Linked DNA regions of Mus musculus: region 1 is linked to region 2. Evidence: chromatin contacts called from public HiChIP or PLAC-seq data. All regions are on one chromosome and are shown on one strand. The core of a region is the stretch at or near the end of the contact, and the rest is flanking DNA. Distances in the headings are between cores, read along the strand shown. Region 1 overlaps Ncor1 (nuclear receptor co-repressor 1). Region 2 overlaps Akap10 (A kinase (PRKA) anchor protein 10).

Region 1 (7,573 bases), core at 2,516-5,015, 460 kb before region 2:
ATGCTCATTGAAAGAACTTTTAAAAGTGAAAATATTCATTTTTAGCTTCATCTGACATTTATAATTTAATTTGTGATCAAAAGATTCAGGAATGCTTAACTGAGAAAGGTAGCCTGTGGCCTACTAGGAAATTGACCATTTTAAAATCCTTTTTTTTTTTTTTTCCTTTAAAAAGTCCTCCAACCTGCTCCGCATCAAGTGATAACTAACCTTCCTGAAGGGGTTCGGCTTCCAACAACACGACCAACCAGGCCACCACCTCCCCTCATCCCATCATCTAAAACCACAGTGGCATCAGAAAAACCATCCTTTATAATGGGAGGGTCTATCTCACAGGTAAACTGGTTTTTCTTTATAGCAGATTTCTCTGTTGAATATTACTTGGTTAGCCCTTTATTTATTCTCACTAACTTATTAGTGTACTGATAAGCAATCAGTCTCCTTCCTAGGCTGTCTCCTCTCTGTCCTGTTGGCTGTAGCCATGTGTTTGGTCATAGCCACTTTCCTAGTGCTCATGAACAAGATCATATACTGCATTCTTTTGCGTTTGCCTTTTATCTCCGTGTAGTGATTTTAGAAATTTAGTCAAGTCTTTGTGTGTAATTAGTAGCCTTTTTACTGTTAAATATTCCTTTTGTGGAGGGGAACCTAAAGTGTTCTAATGTAGGCTCCTTATGATTGGAGCTGCTGTGAGTACTTTTGTGCTGGTGTTTGGATTTTTTTTTTTTTTTTCATAGTTACTTAGGAGTGAAGTTGATTGTAGTTATGTAACCACTAGCATTGTAGAAGACTGAGATTTCTGGTTTCATTCTTTGTTCCATGTATTGTTACTGTTTTTTTTTTTTTTTTGTTTTTTTCCTTTTTCCTTCCCATTTTAGGCATGCTTATTATACCTACTGAATAGGTATAATAAGTAATATTTCATTGTGGTTGTAGACTGTGTTTCCCTGACAATTACGTCAAACACTTTCTGTATGCTCTTTGGCTATACTTGTATTTCTGATTTTATGACATGACTACTGTAGTCTGAATATCTGGAACCTGAAATGCTCTAAAAAATGTAACACTTTCTGAACATAGCATGCCATCACAAGTAGAAAACTTCACACCTGCCTCACTATGAAAAAGCACAGTAAAACCACAAGTGTACTAAATGCATTATATAATAATTTTTTTCTTTTATACATTGGAGTATGTGTGTGTGTGTGTGTGTGTGTGTGTGTGTGTGTGTGTGTGTATTTATGTTTGTACACACAGGTCACAGTGCACCTGTGGCAGTCAAAGGAGAACTTAATGAGAGTCAGTTCTCTCTTACTATGTAGGTTGTGAGGATCTAACTCAGGGCTTCAGGCAACCTGACAAGCACTTGGACCTACTGAGCCATCTTGCTGACTGTTTTTGAGAAAAGGCCTTTTATACACCAGTATGTAGCCAAGAATGACCTTGAACGTCTACCTACCAATGTTTGGATGACAGATGTGTGCCGCCATGCTGCCTTCATCTTGTGCTAGGGATTGAACACAGGACTATTTTTTTGGCAAATACTCGATTGACTGGGCTGTATTTCCATCTTTAGAAGCTTTAAACTATGTAGTCTACGTAAATTTTTTATTTTGATTAGATATGTATACATAATTTTTCATTTTGTATTCTCTGTATATATGGCACTGTTAAACAGAACATTTTCATATCATTGTTGCACACCGAACAGTTTTCATACTCTGATTAGTTACGTGTTGCAAGCTTTATAGATTGGCTTCTACTTTCATTCTTATGATCAGTTACATGCTGGTTTCTTTGTACATAATAGTTTGAAAATCAGCATTCACTTTTAATAGCATGGTTTTCAAAACCCCCCCTTTCTTTTGATTGCTCTGGTTATCTTTTGTTTACAAGTGTTTAACTATATATTTGGATTTGTATCTGCACCCAGAGTTTTTTCATGGATCTATTTTTCTGCTTTTCTTTTTATAATATTCTTGATTATTGCCACATTATATGTCCTGAAATATATATAAATATATAGATACATAGATAAAGCCAGAGTTATAGTAAACCTATAAATCAGTTTCAGATAGGAATAGATTTTAACAATCTTGAATCTTCTTTTACTCTTTCTTTCTGTCTGCCTTTCTTTTTGTTTGTGTCTGTCTGTCCTTTGTTTGTTTCTTTTAGTGGGCCAGGACTTCTTCATGTAGCCTTGGCTGTCCTAGAACTTGCTTTGTTGTTGAACTCTCAGAGATCTGCCTGTCTTTTTATTTGCTTCCTGTCTGTATGCTACTACCACTTGGCTCTTCTAATCTATGTGCACATCTTTTCATTTGTCTAGATCATTACTGTTAATTCCTATTTAAAGTGTTTTATAATTTCTTCTGTAGAAGTGATGTGCATATCTGTTTATTTTTGGCTATTTCAGTAATTTTAATGTATTCTGCGTTCTCTCTCTCTCTCTCTCTCTCTCTCTCTCTCTCTCTCTCTCTCCCCTTTTTTGAGACAGTGTCTTATTATGTATCATTACTGGCTTTGGAATGTAACTATTTAGACCAGGCTAGCCTTGAACTCACAGTGATCTTCCTGCCTCTGCCTCCCAAATTCTGGGATTAAAGGCCTGCACCAACATGCTTAGCAATTTTAATGTATTCTTTGTTTCTATAAGTTCTTGGCTCATACAGTCATGAGTGCAGACATCATCAGCTTGATTCCAGACCATCGTAGAAAATAAATATCTTAGTGAACAATGTCATGAGCTTTTTGGTTTTCTAGTATATATAAAAATTTATTTTTGTTCCATGCTGTAGCCTGTTAAATATGCAGCAGTATTACATCTAAAGGAGTGTGTGTACCTTAAGTCAGAAGTAATTTAGATCTAGACATAGTTGCATATACCTTTAATCCCCAGCATCCTAGAGGCTGGGGCAGTGGGATCACATGTTTGAGGTCAGCTTGATGTTGACCATCTACGATGTTGCTGTAATGGTTCTGACAGACTCACATATCTCTCATAAAAAAACTTCAGTTTACTAAAAATAGGTCAGCTAAAGGTGAGAGCTCCTTAGGGCTTTGTTTAGGGTATGCATAGCCTTGTATATACACACAACTTTCTGGGTTCCAATGGATGTGTTGCAACTTTTCAAATATCTTCTGATCTCTTGCTATTTTCATAGATGTTCTTTTTGCATTTTTAAGACATATAAAATATTGTTAATAGTAGCTTACATTTTGAGTGCATTGTGGTAAATGCTGTAGGTAATTTAATAAATGCGAATGAAGGACCAGCCTTGGCTAGGTCCAGATTCCTGAGAAAAGGGTTGTCTGGGAGCTTTGAAAACAAACTACTTGAAGTCAAACATGAGCCAAGCTGGTGCCCTATGTCTGCTTGAGACAGCTTTCCAGTCTGCTTTCTCTGCAGATCTCCAGACAGCTCTCTCTATGCTCTGCCTGTGGCATTTCTCTCTTCCTATTTAAAAACCATCTTTGGATAGCTAACTCTCGCAGATCATAAACCCGATCTCTTGTTCTCCATATTAATCCAGTCATTTACTCCAAGCTTCCTTAGGATGATCCAAAGCATCTGCATCTGGGACAAGCACATTTTCTTTTAACATTGCAAAAGAATTCAGAAATCTGTCTGCCTCTATTAAGCATAGACAATAAACTAGCAGAGTGGGACCCTATCCTGAAATTACCATTTCTATCACACCTGCTCAGTCCCTGGCTGAACCTGAATTCTGGAATCTGTCTGCCTTTGTAAGCATAAAAACAAAACTAATGAGCTGGGTGGGGTCTCTCGGAGTGCCACTCCCTACATCTCTTCTCTCCTTCCTCTGTAACTCTCTTGATAAGTTGGCTGGAAGCGCAGCTGCCTTTGTTCCTTTAGCTTTGTGAAACCCCTCATATAATTAATATTGCATCCTTAGGTTTTGAGGAGTTAGGTATTTTTGAACAAGTTTTTAAGAGTTCTTTTCCATAGCCATCAGAGCTATCCTGAAGGTCTCAGCACTTACCTTCTTCAAGCATGTTGACTTGCTGAGACATTAGCCACACCTCCAGTACTCTTTGCTGTCTCTGATTTTCATGGAGTCACCAACATTAACTGGGAGGACTTTCCTTGGAGGAGGAATGTTAAGTATATATGTTATTATACAAACAAGCCTCGTGCTCCCCAACCCCCCACCCTCCCCAGCCTTCACCTCTGGTGGAGGCTCACACCTCCTGGTCCTGTCCCAAGTACAGGAACCATGTCATTCTGTCCCTAACAAGGCCATGCCAGACTTGGCTAATAAATAATCTATATGTAATATGTGATATTGTTAGTATACATATTTTACTCCTTTAGTTTTTCTAACTTAATAATCTATGCTGAAATTTCCCTTTTGTTCAATTACTTTTTAAAGTTGTGAGTGGCAGAGATATAGATTTTTATAGATGGAACGTGAAGATTGACTTTACTCTCAGGAGAGACAATGCTTAGTCTTTGACTCTTTTATCTTTTTATTTTTTAGGGAACTCCTGGCACTTACTTGTCTTCTCATAATCAGGCTTATCCACAAGAAGCCCCTAAGCCCTCCGTGGGGTCTATCTCTCTGGGATTGCCCCGGCAGCAGGAGTCTACCAAAGCAGGTCAGTGAGTGGCCACAGTTCTATCACGCCTGTTTGTAGCATCATGGTCAGCCACTCAGTGGTTGGTCTTCTCATGGTTCTCTTTCTTTTCCCCATAGCTCCTTTGACCTACATCAAGCAGGAAGAATTTTCTCCGAGAAGCCAAAACTCACAACCTGAGGGTTTATTGGTCAGAGCGCAGCATGAAGGTGTGGTCAGAGGTAAAACTGTATCCAGTTTAACAGTTATGTTAAACCTTTGCCCATAGTAAACTTTATAAAGGAACTCATTAAAATTTTTTTGTGGGTACATCCTAAGTTGTGGTAACAGTGATAATTTTACTGGCCTTGGATATGCTGTATGGTCAAGTTTGAACTTGGATTCTCAGTCCTCCTACTTCAGCCTCCAAAGTATACATGAATACAAACAGCTTAGTCATTAATATATTTTAATGACTTATTTCTTCAAGTTACTGACTTTTATGTTTTTGCTTCCATGTAAAGATAGCTATTTTTTAAAAAAGATTTATTTATTTTTATTTATACAAGTACACTGTAGCTGTCTTCAGACACACACCAGAAGAATGCATTGGACCCCATTACAGATGATTGTTAGCCACCATGTAGTGGCTGGGAATTGAACTCAGGACCTCTGGAAGAGCAGTCACTGCTCTTAATCGCTGAGCCAATAACTTTAAAACTTTTGAAATTTGATGGGCATATAGTAATAAATCGAAACCAAAACCAAAAAGCCCCACCAAACTCTGACATTATTTGTCAGCCGTAATTTTTAATAATATATTTATTCTGTTATTTCATATATTTGTATAGTGCATTTTGATCATTTCCCCAACACCAACTCTTTCCCCCTCAACATGCTCCCTCCCACTCTCATGTTCTCAGCCACTGCTCTCTCATTTTTTTGATAGTGCAGTTATTATTGCCTATATATGCATGTGTATTTGTGCCATCTACTGGATTATAGGCAGTCTACACATGTTTCTAGTTCCCTAAAGAGAAATTGCTTCTTTCCCTAAGCAGTTATAAGCTACCAGTAGTTCCTCTGCTAGGGGTAGGACCTTCATCAATCAGTTTGAACAATCCTTTTAAAGATCATTATGATATTATTTGAGCCATGCATTTCATTAGGATAATTTTTGTTATGCTTGCCCCATTCTGCTGTGTGAGAACTTGTATTGTGGAGTAGGGGCTGCTAGGAAGAAGGCAATGATTTAGTGATGGTTTTGTTTTCATTCAGGCACTGCAGGGGCTGTCCAAGAAGGAAGTATAACTCGGGGAACTCCAGCCAGCAAAATCTCAGTGGAGACCATTTCATCGTTGCGGGGCTCTATTACCCAGGTCAGTGCATGGGCCATCATCTCCTGGAGCCTGGAAAGCTGGATTTCTCAGGAGTTTTAGTTATAGCAGTGCTCTTGTTATAGCAGCATGGGTCATTGTTCTTTTATGAGTCCAGCTCTCAGTAATAAACCTCAGATCTCCAGACCTTTTCCTTTCCGGCTGCATTTTAACTCCAAGCCATGGTATCTATACTGTAGTTATTCAAGGTGTTACTACTCACCTGGAAATTGGCAAAAGAAACTTGCAGAAGATATTATAGTCCTTATGGACTTCCTGTAAAAGCTTTTATCATGTGCTTAGATTAAATAGAAATTGAGAAGAAAACAATGAGAAATGCTTCTTTGTGAAAAGGTATATTTGTGATCTCAATGTGTAAGCTGCTGTGTTCAAATTCATTGAGTACATCAGAGACTAAACAGAATCCTAATTTTGATTAATTTCTTTTTCTAGCTAGATATTAATTTTAACTTGAAATGTTAAAACACCTCCTTTTTAAAATTTTTACATGAATGAGAAAAGTAGTGAAGTTCATATAGTCTGCCTTTTATAAACACGGATACAGTTTTTGTATATTGTTACTAGCCTATTGTTGTGGTGTATCCTTGTTACCTAAGGTATTGTTACCAGCGGTGTGGACACCCACGACCCTGAGCACCAGCATCCCTTGAGAAGTTGCTGGTCATAAATGCTTAAGCCTTGTGCTAGAGTTGCTGGGTATGAGCTCCAGCAGCCTGGGCTTTCCTGAGCCTTTGGTTGATTCTGCTCAGGACATTGTGATTCAGAGTCACCCTGTTAAGACAATTTCCAGTGTCGTAGTTGTTATGGCTTATGCTGATTTAGAGCATGACGTAGAAACTCCCTGTCTCTCGTTACATATTCAGTCAAAGTAAGTTAACCCTTAAATGTACACAGAGAATATAAGTGGGCCTCTATGCTGTCTTCACTTCCTTCTTAACTTTCCAGCATCCAACGTTTTGTTTGTTAGGTAAATAGTTTTAACTGGGTCAAATGACACTCTGTTGTATCTATTTTAAGATTTGCTCATTGGGACAGAGTGCATGTTGAGGATTTCCTGATGTTTCTGCTGAACTTTGTTCATGACTGGGTATGCTGGACGCATTGCTCCTGTCTTTCACTCACCCCCTTTAAACATCTGTTTCAGAGCGTATTGCCTCAAGTTCAAAGTAGTAGAGATCCTACACAGAGGAGTGGGGTAGATCTGGTCTTCATTTTCTTTACAGCCCAATCTACCCACTTATACAGCGTCCTATACAATAGACAGGAAACAGTTTCCCTAAAAGGAAGGGCATAAAGACCTACTGTCAGTCTAGTGGAGGACTAATGATGGTAAGACTCAGGTGATGTTTCCTGACTGAATATCTCACTAAACAAGGCATCTGAGCCTCTCCTCTTATTGATGACCAAAGCCCAAGCACCAGCCATAGGTTTGGGGGGGACAAAGCTGTTTTACCTCATATGCTATGATCATCTGAGTTCTCTGTGATAGTAGAGTTGAAGGAGCGAGATCGGGGGTTTCTTTATGTCTACAGGGGTGAGATGTTTTGTTTCCTCTGTGCACTTTGTTTTTTTGAAGACTGACCTGACTCTCAGTTTCT
Region 2 (7,662 bases), core at 3,679-6,178:
TCATAGATTATAATGTATTTTGATTATATTCACACAAATACCTTGTTATTTATCCTTCTCCTAATTCCCTTCATTTCTCAACTGGCCCTTCCTTCCTTCCTTCCTTCCTTCCTTTTTTTTTTTTTTTTGGTGAATGTGTGTCTGTCCCCCAGTGAGTTTCATTAGGATTGTTTACAAAAGCATGGCCACCTTACCATCAACTTAGCAGTGAAGAAGGTGTCTCTCCCTCCCCCATCCATCATTAACTTTGTGTAAAGCTTTAAAGAGTTACATAGCCCTATGAACCTTCCCCTTCCACAAGGTTGTTGATGGGCCCAGTTTGTGGAGATCTTTGCAGGTAGTCACAGCTGCTGTGAGTTCAGTAGGGGAACAGCCACGGTGTTGTACATCACTCATCTCCTTCCAGCTCTTAAATTCCTAATTCTTTCTGATTCTTCCTCCATGATATTCCTTGAGCCGTGGAGTAGTGATACAGATGTCCCATTTATAGTTGCACATTCAGTAGTTATTTATGGGATCTCTGCAGTCACCAGTAATCACTGCAAAAAGACATGGTATTGTATATCTTTAATCCTAGCACTGGAGAGGCAGAGGCAGGAAGATCTCTGTGAGTTCAAAGATAGCCTGATGTACAAATAATGAGTTCTAGGCCAACCAAAGCTACACAAAGAGACTTTCAAAAAAACCCAAACAAACAAAAAAACCAACTCTCATTAAAAGTGACAATAGCAGACTGGAGAGATGGCTCAGCGGTTAAGAGCACTGATTGCTCTTCCAAAGGTCCCGAGTTCAAATCCCAGCAACCACATGGTGGCTCATAACCATTGGTAATGAGATCTGACTCCCTCTTCCGGTGTGTCTGAAGACAGCTACAGTGTACTTACATAATAAATAATAATAATAATAATAATAATAAATCTTTGAAAAAAGGGACAATAGCTCTGTTCTGTATGTATGAACATGTTATTTAGAAGGCACATCATATCCATTTAGCAAAACAATAGCAATAGTTTCCTCACTGGGGCTTCTGACCTCAGCCATGACCTTTTGATTGGGTTTAAAGTAACAAATGTGGATTTCTTCCTTTGAAGTGGGTATCAAATATAACCAGAAAACAATTGGCTAGCTCCATAACAGACTTGCTACTGTGGTACCAGGGGGCTCATCTTGCCTGGCTGGTCAGAAGTATTGGAGGCTATAGCCATGTAACAATTCTTCCCCAGCACAGTTGATGGTACCTTCCAACTTATAAGGGCTAACTAGCAGGGAAGAAACGTCCATTCCACTTCCTGCTTGATTTCTTTATATCATGTGACCAAAGTGATTTCTTCAGCAGTGGGGCCTTACCATCTAGTACTGGTGAGCAAGCAGCTACAATGGCAATTGCCTGTATTATGTTGAGGGCCTCGGGTTGGGGGGGGGGGGGTGTCTCTCTACATAACAGCTTACAGAAAGATAGCCCACTATGGCACTTAGATTTGGTTTAATAACCTATGGCTTCTGGGAGCAGCATTATCCACCTACAGCAGGTAAGGCATACAGCTTTATATAACTGCTTATTAGATTTTAGCAAATGAAACTATTTGTGTTGCAAAACAAGTGACTATGATAAAGATTCCTGTGGTAGGTTCTGTTTTAACCTTTAGGAGGTTCTAGGTTCACAGTTCACAACGTCACTTGGCAAAATAGCAACCTAGATGCTTGACCTGTGCCTTTTTTTACAAAAGTACACTAAACAGTCAACTTGGTTTTCATTTTTTCCCTTTTAACCATACTTGAAATGAGTATTTGTTCAGATTGTCCTCATGGAGTGTCCATGCGTTCTTATGGAATGATAGCTGTGGCTGGGTGTAAAAGAATTAGTTCGGTTAGTTCACTGTCATTACTGGTGAGGGAGTATGAGCCCAAATTTGTCTAAGTTTTGCTCTGGTGCACTGAAGTTTGCATCTCCTGGTACAGGGTGTGGGTTTTTGTTGTCATTTTTTTTATTCCCCTCTCCCCCGGAAGAATATTTAAACTTGTCTACTTCAGGTTTCTACATGTAGCTGGAAGGTGTGGAGTGCAGGGGATCCTTTTGACTTTATTGCTAACAACATAGAAATTATAGGTCATGAGAGAACTGCTTCTTGTCTTACTCTTTTGTGTTTTTCTTCCTAGTACATGGAAAAAGAAGATGCAGTGAATATCTTACAATTCTGGTTAGCAGCGGATAATTTCCAGTCTCAGCTTGCTGCCAAAAAGGGCCAGTATGATGGACAGGAGGCCCAGAATGATGCCATGATTTTATATGACAAGTGAGTTGTTCTGAGCATTCACTATATGCACTGGATGATAACTTTGAACTTTGTCAGTGAGTCCACAAGACAGCATAAAAGCTGATTTGGATGGGATAGATACAGAGCTCTCCAGTCGGAGAACAAAAGTCCCTGCTGAGGAAATGAATGTGTTTTTATAGTAAGCAGGACCAAGGTGTGGTACTCAGAAGGGTTTCACAGACAAACTTGGTTTAGATCCTTAAGAATAAATTGAAGGGCTGGAGAGATTGCTTAGCGAAGGTGGTTGCTCTTCCAGGAGTCCTGAGTTCAACTCTCAGCAAAAATAGCATACTCATATAAAATTAGAAGAAGAGGAAGAGGAGGAGGAAGAAGAAGAGGAGGAGGAGGAGGAAGAAGAAGAAGAGGAGGAGGAGGAGGAGGCAGTGGCAGTGGCGACGGCGGCTTGGGGACAAGGCTGGGGGTTGATTAAAAGTCCTGCCTTGGGGCTAGATAACTCAGCTGCTAAGAGTACTGCTGGTTTTCAAGAGGACCGGGGTTCCATGCCTGGCTCATAAGCATATAACTTCAGTTACAGGGGACCTGATGTCCTCTGAGTTCTTCAGGCACAAAGCTTGTACATGATACATAGATAGGTATCTATGCAGGCAAAACACTCATACACATAAAAGGCATAGAGAGCATCATCTTTTTTTTTTAATTTTTTTTATTATGTATTTTCCTCAATTACATTTCCAATGCTATCCCAAAAGTCCCCCATACCCTCCCCCTTACTCCCCTACCCACCCACTCCCACTTTTTGGCCCTGGCGTTCCCCTGTACTGGGGCATATAAAGTTTGCGTGTCCAATGGGCCTCTCTTTCCAGTGATGGCGAGAGCATCATCTTTTAAAAAAAAAGAAAAAGAAACCCTGCCTCAAAAAAGAAAGAAAATGAGCCATCAAGGAAGACTCCTCCCAGCATCAACCTGTGGCTCCCACACATGTAGGTACACATATGCATAATCACTTGCACATATACATGTGATTGTGCATACATATATACATGAAAAGAGCAAGAAAAAGAACCAATGCGAGTTGTCCAGGCAAGCAGGGAAACACAGCACTTAGCGAGGACCAAGATGGAAAGAGGGCTTGCAGAACCCAGCCGAAGAGCCTGTCTTAGGAACCAGCATCGTCCCTAGTATAAGGACAAGGAAAGAGGACTTATATTTGGGTAATAAAAATGTTTCTAGAACACAATAGGACATACACTAAAATAATTGGAACACATTGGAAAGGGTGTAGATGTATCATACCTTTAACCTGCTTTGATAATAAATAGTGGGGGTGGGGTTTGTTGTTGTTTCTTTCAGGAATTTTTGGGTTTTGTTTTTGGTGCTAGGAATTGAACCCATGGCTTTGTACATGCTAAGCATGTCCTCTACCTCTGGACTATACCAGCCAATTTCTCAGTAGTTTTCACCAAAGACAAGAATTTGGGAAAAAAAATCTGACTATAAATATAATTAAAACATCTGCTCAGGCAAATGATAAGACTGTAGCCAGCTCTGTCACCATAGTCCTGTTCCCTGATTAAATTAAATTATTTACATTTGTTTTTTTCTTTTTTGTGAGGAAATTTGTTGTTTGTCTCCATAGACAAATTAAAAGGGTTGACTTGGGGATTAAAAGAATTCCTCAGGCCTGGTGGCTGGAGAGGTGACTCTGCAACTAAGAGCATTTATTCTTTAGAGAACTCAATTCCTGCTTCCATCACCGTGTTAGGCACCTCAGAATCGTGTATAGCTCCCATCTCTAGGGGATCTGACTGACACCCTCTTCTGGCTCAAGGGGCCTGCACATACATTTTGCTCATTCAAACAGACAACACATGCACACATTAAAAAATATTAAAAGCAAGAACTCTTTGATGCCATTGAAAAGAGTCGGAATGTCTAGACCAGTGGATGCTAAACATGGGACTGCAGATTTGTGTCAAGCTGTCTGCATAATGTTCATCTACAAGGGACTGGAGAGACATCTCAATGGTTAAGAGCAACGGTTGCTCTTCTGAGTTCAGGTCCCAGCACCCACATTTTGGTTCACAACGATCTACAACTGCTGTTCCAGGGGATACAAGGACCAGGCACCCACGTTGTGCACAGACATTTGCAGGCAAAACACCCAAACATGTAAATAAGATAAATCTTTAAAAAAAAATTCATCTAGGACCTTGTTTAAAATTTGCTTCCAGTCCTGTGTTTTAGATTCTGGTTCAGCAGGTTTGAAGGGGAGACTTGGGAATGCTTATTCCTTTGAAAACATTCTAGATAACTCTGATGAATAATCAGATTAAGCGTCTAGTCTGATTTTTCCGTTTTGAAGGTAGAGAACTAAGTCCTGTGGAGAACATTGTTTCCCAAAGTCAGTTAGAGGGCAGGGTGGTAGTGGAACTCTAACAGATCTTGTTCTTCCTGTTTAGCCCAGTGCTCACCTTGCTGTGGTGGGTTAGTGGAAGTTATTGGGTAAAGAGAGTGATGGCTGTTGCAATAGGAAGAATGCATATTTGAAGTTTGACCTGGGTGCCTGGAAGTTAAACTCATTTGAGAGTACTTGTTAACTCCTTGCCTGTAGCTCAGGAGAGGTGCTTTTTGATATGGAAAGGCTGATGAAGAGAGAACAGCTTGTGAACGCTGGGGTAGAACAGTGGTCCTGGGCCCCACCCAGTTCAGGCTGGAGCATAGTAATTGCTCAGAGCAGGCCTGCTTTCACCTTGGAAGTCACTCTTCCAAGTCTGATGTCCTATGGGTGCTGCTATTTTGTTCGTTGGTTGTTGGGTTGGACTTTCTTGTTTCCTGCTTGTTTATCTTTCTGTTTCCTGTACGTACGTATCACTATCCTTTCCATGTGTCTGTCACAGATGGAGGCAGAGAGCTCTAAAGTATGTGAAAGTTTACTTTCCCTGCTTTTATTGTGTTTTTTGTATACATAATCAAGGTACCAAACATTAGTTGCACTATATCCCATTACGCTCAGGTTCTTTTGGGTTCTCATCCACTACTTTTTCCTTTCTGCTCTAAATCATTAGCAGGTCCTCTGAGTTAACTCCAGTTAAATCCATCAGCCTCACCTTTAGTATTATTTGGATTCCCATGTGTTTATTTCAATGCTAGGTGTGGTGGTGTGTTTCAGTATTATCTTGTGCACAAGTCTTTGTTACTCTTTTCAGGGAAAATGATAGAGTCTTAGCTAAGAAATTTTGTTACAAACTCCTATTTAGATCCTAGACAAGAAAACAGGTGTCCATTGAGTATGTGTAGCTGGTTGGTTTCTTTGCTTCTGTGTAACCTGTCTCACAACTCAAGTACCTGCAGAGCTGGCTAGGTAGAAACGGAAGATGTTGGAAGACAGGTGAAAAGTAGCAGGTTTTCTAGAGGGTATGAGAATCAGCAAAAGGCTACACAGTAGCACTTTCCTTCCCCGGTAAGAGTGTCTGTAAGAAGAGACAGCTGTTTCATCTTGTGTGTAATTTGGTTATACTTTGAATCTTTTGCATAGGTACTTTTCCCTCCAAGCCACACACCCCCTTGGATTTGATGATGTTGTACGATTAGAAATTGAATCTAATATCTGCAGGGAAGGTGGACCACTTCCTAATTGTTTCACAACTCCATTACGTCAGGCCTGGACAACCATGGAGAAGGTAACCAAGATCTTCAAATGAACAAATGAACAGATCATCATTGATTTTATATAAATAGAATAATTATGGGTTGTAAAAAAAAAAAAAAGATCTTCAAATGTTAAACTATGAGAAGTTTTACTTGTGGAACTCTGAAAATATAATGTATAACAACTGTGGGAACTGTGGGAAATTGAAACAGTACAGCACAGTGATTAAGAGCAGAGACTTGAATCTTGACTTGGTGTGTATTAACCTTACGTTTGTAGGCTTAATCAGCCCAGGCTGTTACTGAACTCCTAATACCATTTCCTCATCTGTAAAATAGAAATAACATCAAAGTTATACAGTATTAAAATAAAGTAATGATATAAAATGTTTATTATCTTAATGACCACATTAAAAATATTAACTGTTATTAGCTACAGTAGCAGTATGAGACAAAGTTAATTTCTGAATAATTGACAAATAACTATTGATCCTCAAGATTGAAACATTAATGATTCTAAAATGCCATACACAAAAATACTGAATGTATATAGATGCTTGGAAAGTAGCTCAGTCAGGCTTGTTAGTATCCGCAGGAATTCCATTTCCTTCTTTTCCTTCCCTTCCTTCCTTCTTCCCTTCCTTCCTTCTCCTTCCTTCCTTCTTCCCTTCCTTCCTTCTTTCCTCCTTTCTTCCCTTCCTTCCTCCCTCCCTCCCTCTTTCTTTCTTCCTTCCTTTCTTTCTTTCTTTCTTTCTTTCTTTCTTTCTTTCTTTCTTTCTTTCTTTCTTTCTTTCTGTTTTAATTTTATTTTTTTGGTTTTTTGAGACAGTTTTACTGTATAGCCCTGGCTGTCCTGGAACTCACAGAAATTCACCTGCCTCTGCCTCCCTTAGTGCTGGGATCAAAGGCGTGTGCTGCCACTACCACCTCCTGACCCTCAATAATTTCTCAAGAAACCAGGTATGGAGAGGTAGCCTCTAATCCTAGTGCTGAGGACCCAGGAACAGGAGGATCCAGCCAATTGGTGAGCCCCAAGTTCAGTGAGAGACTTTGTCTTGAAAAATAAGGTGGAGAAGTGATTGAGGAAGACACTCAAAAATTAGTCTCTAGTTTCCACATGCATGCACATAAACATACACACAAAAAGGACTAAATTAAAAGAATTAGTATAAAAGGCTGGTATCAATAACAACTCCAGGTAGTCACTTTTTCATAATTAAAATAATTTTTTTTTCTGATTTTTTTTTTTTAAGGAAGTCCGGGTCTTGTGAAATATAAAAGATATAAACTTCATGAAAATAAAATACAGAGAAAACCAAGATATATAGTTGGGTGTATTGACACACAACTTACAATCTCAGATAGGTGGAAAAGATGAAATGTTTAAGGCTAGGAGATATGGGACTTGTTTGATTCCTGGAACTCAAAAAATGCTGAGTGGCACACATCTTCGAACACTCCTGTGCTCAGGAGATCCCTGGGGCCCACTATCCAGCCAGTACAGAGAGATGGCTGATCTCTAGACCAGTGAGAGACCAAGTCCCTGAGGATCACACACACTGACATATTAAACAGCAAAGAGAAGGGCTAGCAGGAGTTCTCAGATTCAGAGGTCAGTTCCCAGAGTACATGGGAGAGAGAGGCAGAGAATTAACACTTGCACGTTGTCCTCTCACATCTACGTGTGGGACGTTGCACATAGACAACTATTTGTACATACACATAAACAATAAATAAA

The links. HiChIP or PLAC-seq counts read pairs in DNA pulled down with a chosen protein or histone mark.
Region 1: a contact with region 2 is called in an H3K27ac HiChIP or PLAC-seq map of embryonic stem cells, with 4 times the contacts expected there. The contact joins two enhancer-like sites. A contact is called at or near these places in 7 of 484 Hi-C or Micro-C datasets (CD4 T cells, bone marrow-derived macrophages, cortical neurons and 4 more), 2 of 115 datasets of contacts at active chromatin or transcription factors (both in embryonic stem cells) and 1 of 9 other capture datasets (adipose tissue).

Annotation. Positions count from the first base shown.
Region 1 is chr11:62,351,618-62,359,190 of GRCm38.p6, reverse strand. Ncor1 (nuclear receptor co-repressor 1) reads left to right here. Exons shown (of 45, transcript NM_001252313.1): 22 at 176-336; 23 at 4,503-4,620; 24 at 4,719-4,820; 25 at 5,857-5,957. Among named protein-coding and RNA genes, the nearest start is that of Ttc19, 74 kb to the right of the region's middle. Within about 2 kb of position 3,765, at least 4 of the 459 cell types and tissues checked have an H3K27ac peak or open chromatin away from gene starts, as enhancers often do. A contact at or near this core is called in embryonic stem cells, where this site is marked.
Region 2 is chr11:61,894,942-61,902,603 of GRCm38.p6, reverse strand. It overlaps Akap10 (A kinase (PRKA) anchor protein 10), which reads left to right. Exons shown (of 15, transcript NM_019921.3): 8 at 2,158-2,294; 9 at 5,812-5,956. Among named protein-coding and RNA genes, the nearest start is that of Akap10, 31 kb to the left of the region's middle. Within about 2 kb of position 4,928, at least 6 of the 459 cell types and tissues checked have an H3K27ac peak or open chromatin away from gene starts, as enhancers often do. A contact at or near this core is called in embryonic stem cells, where this site is marked.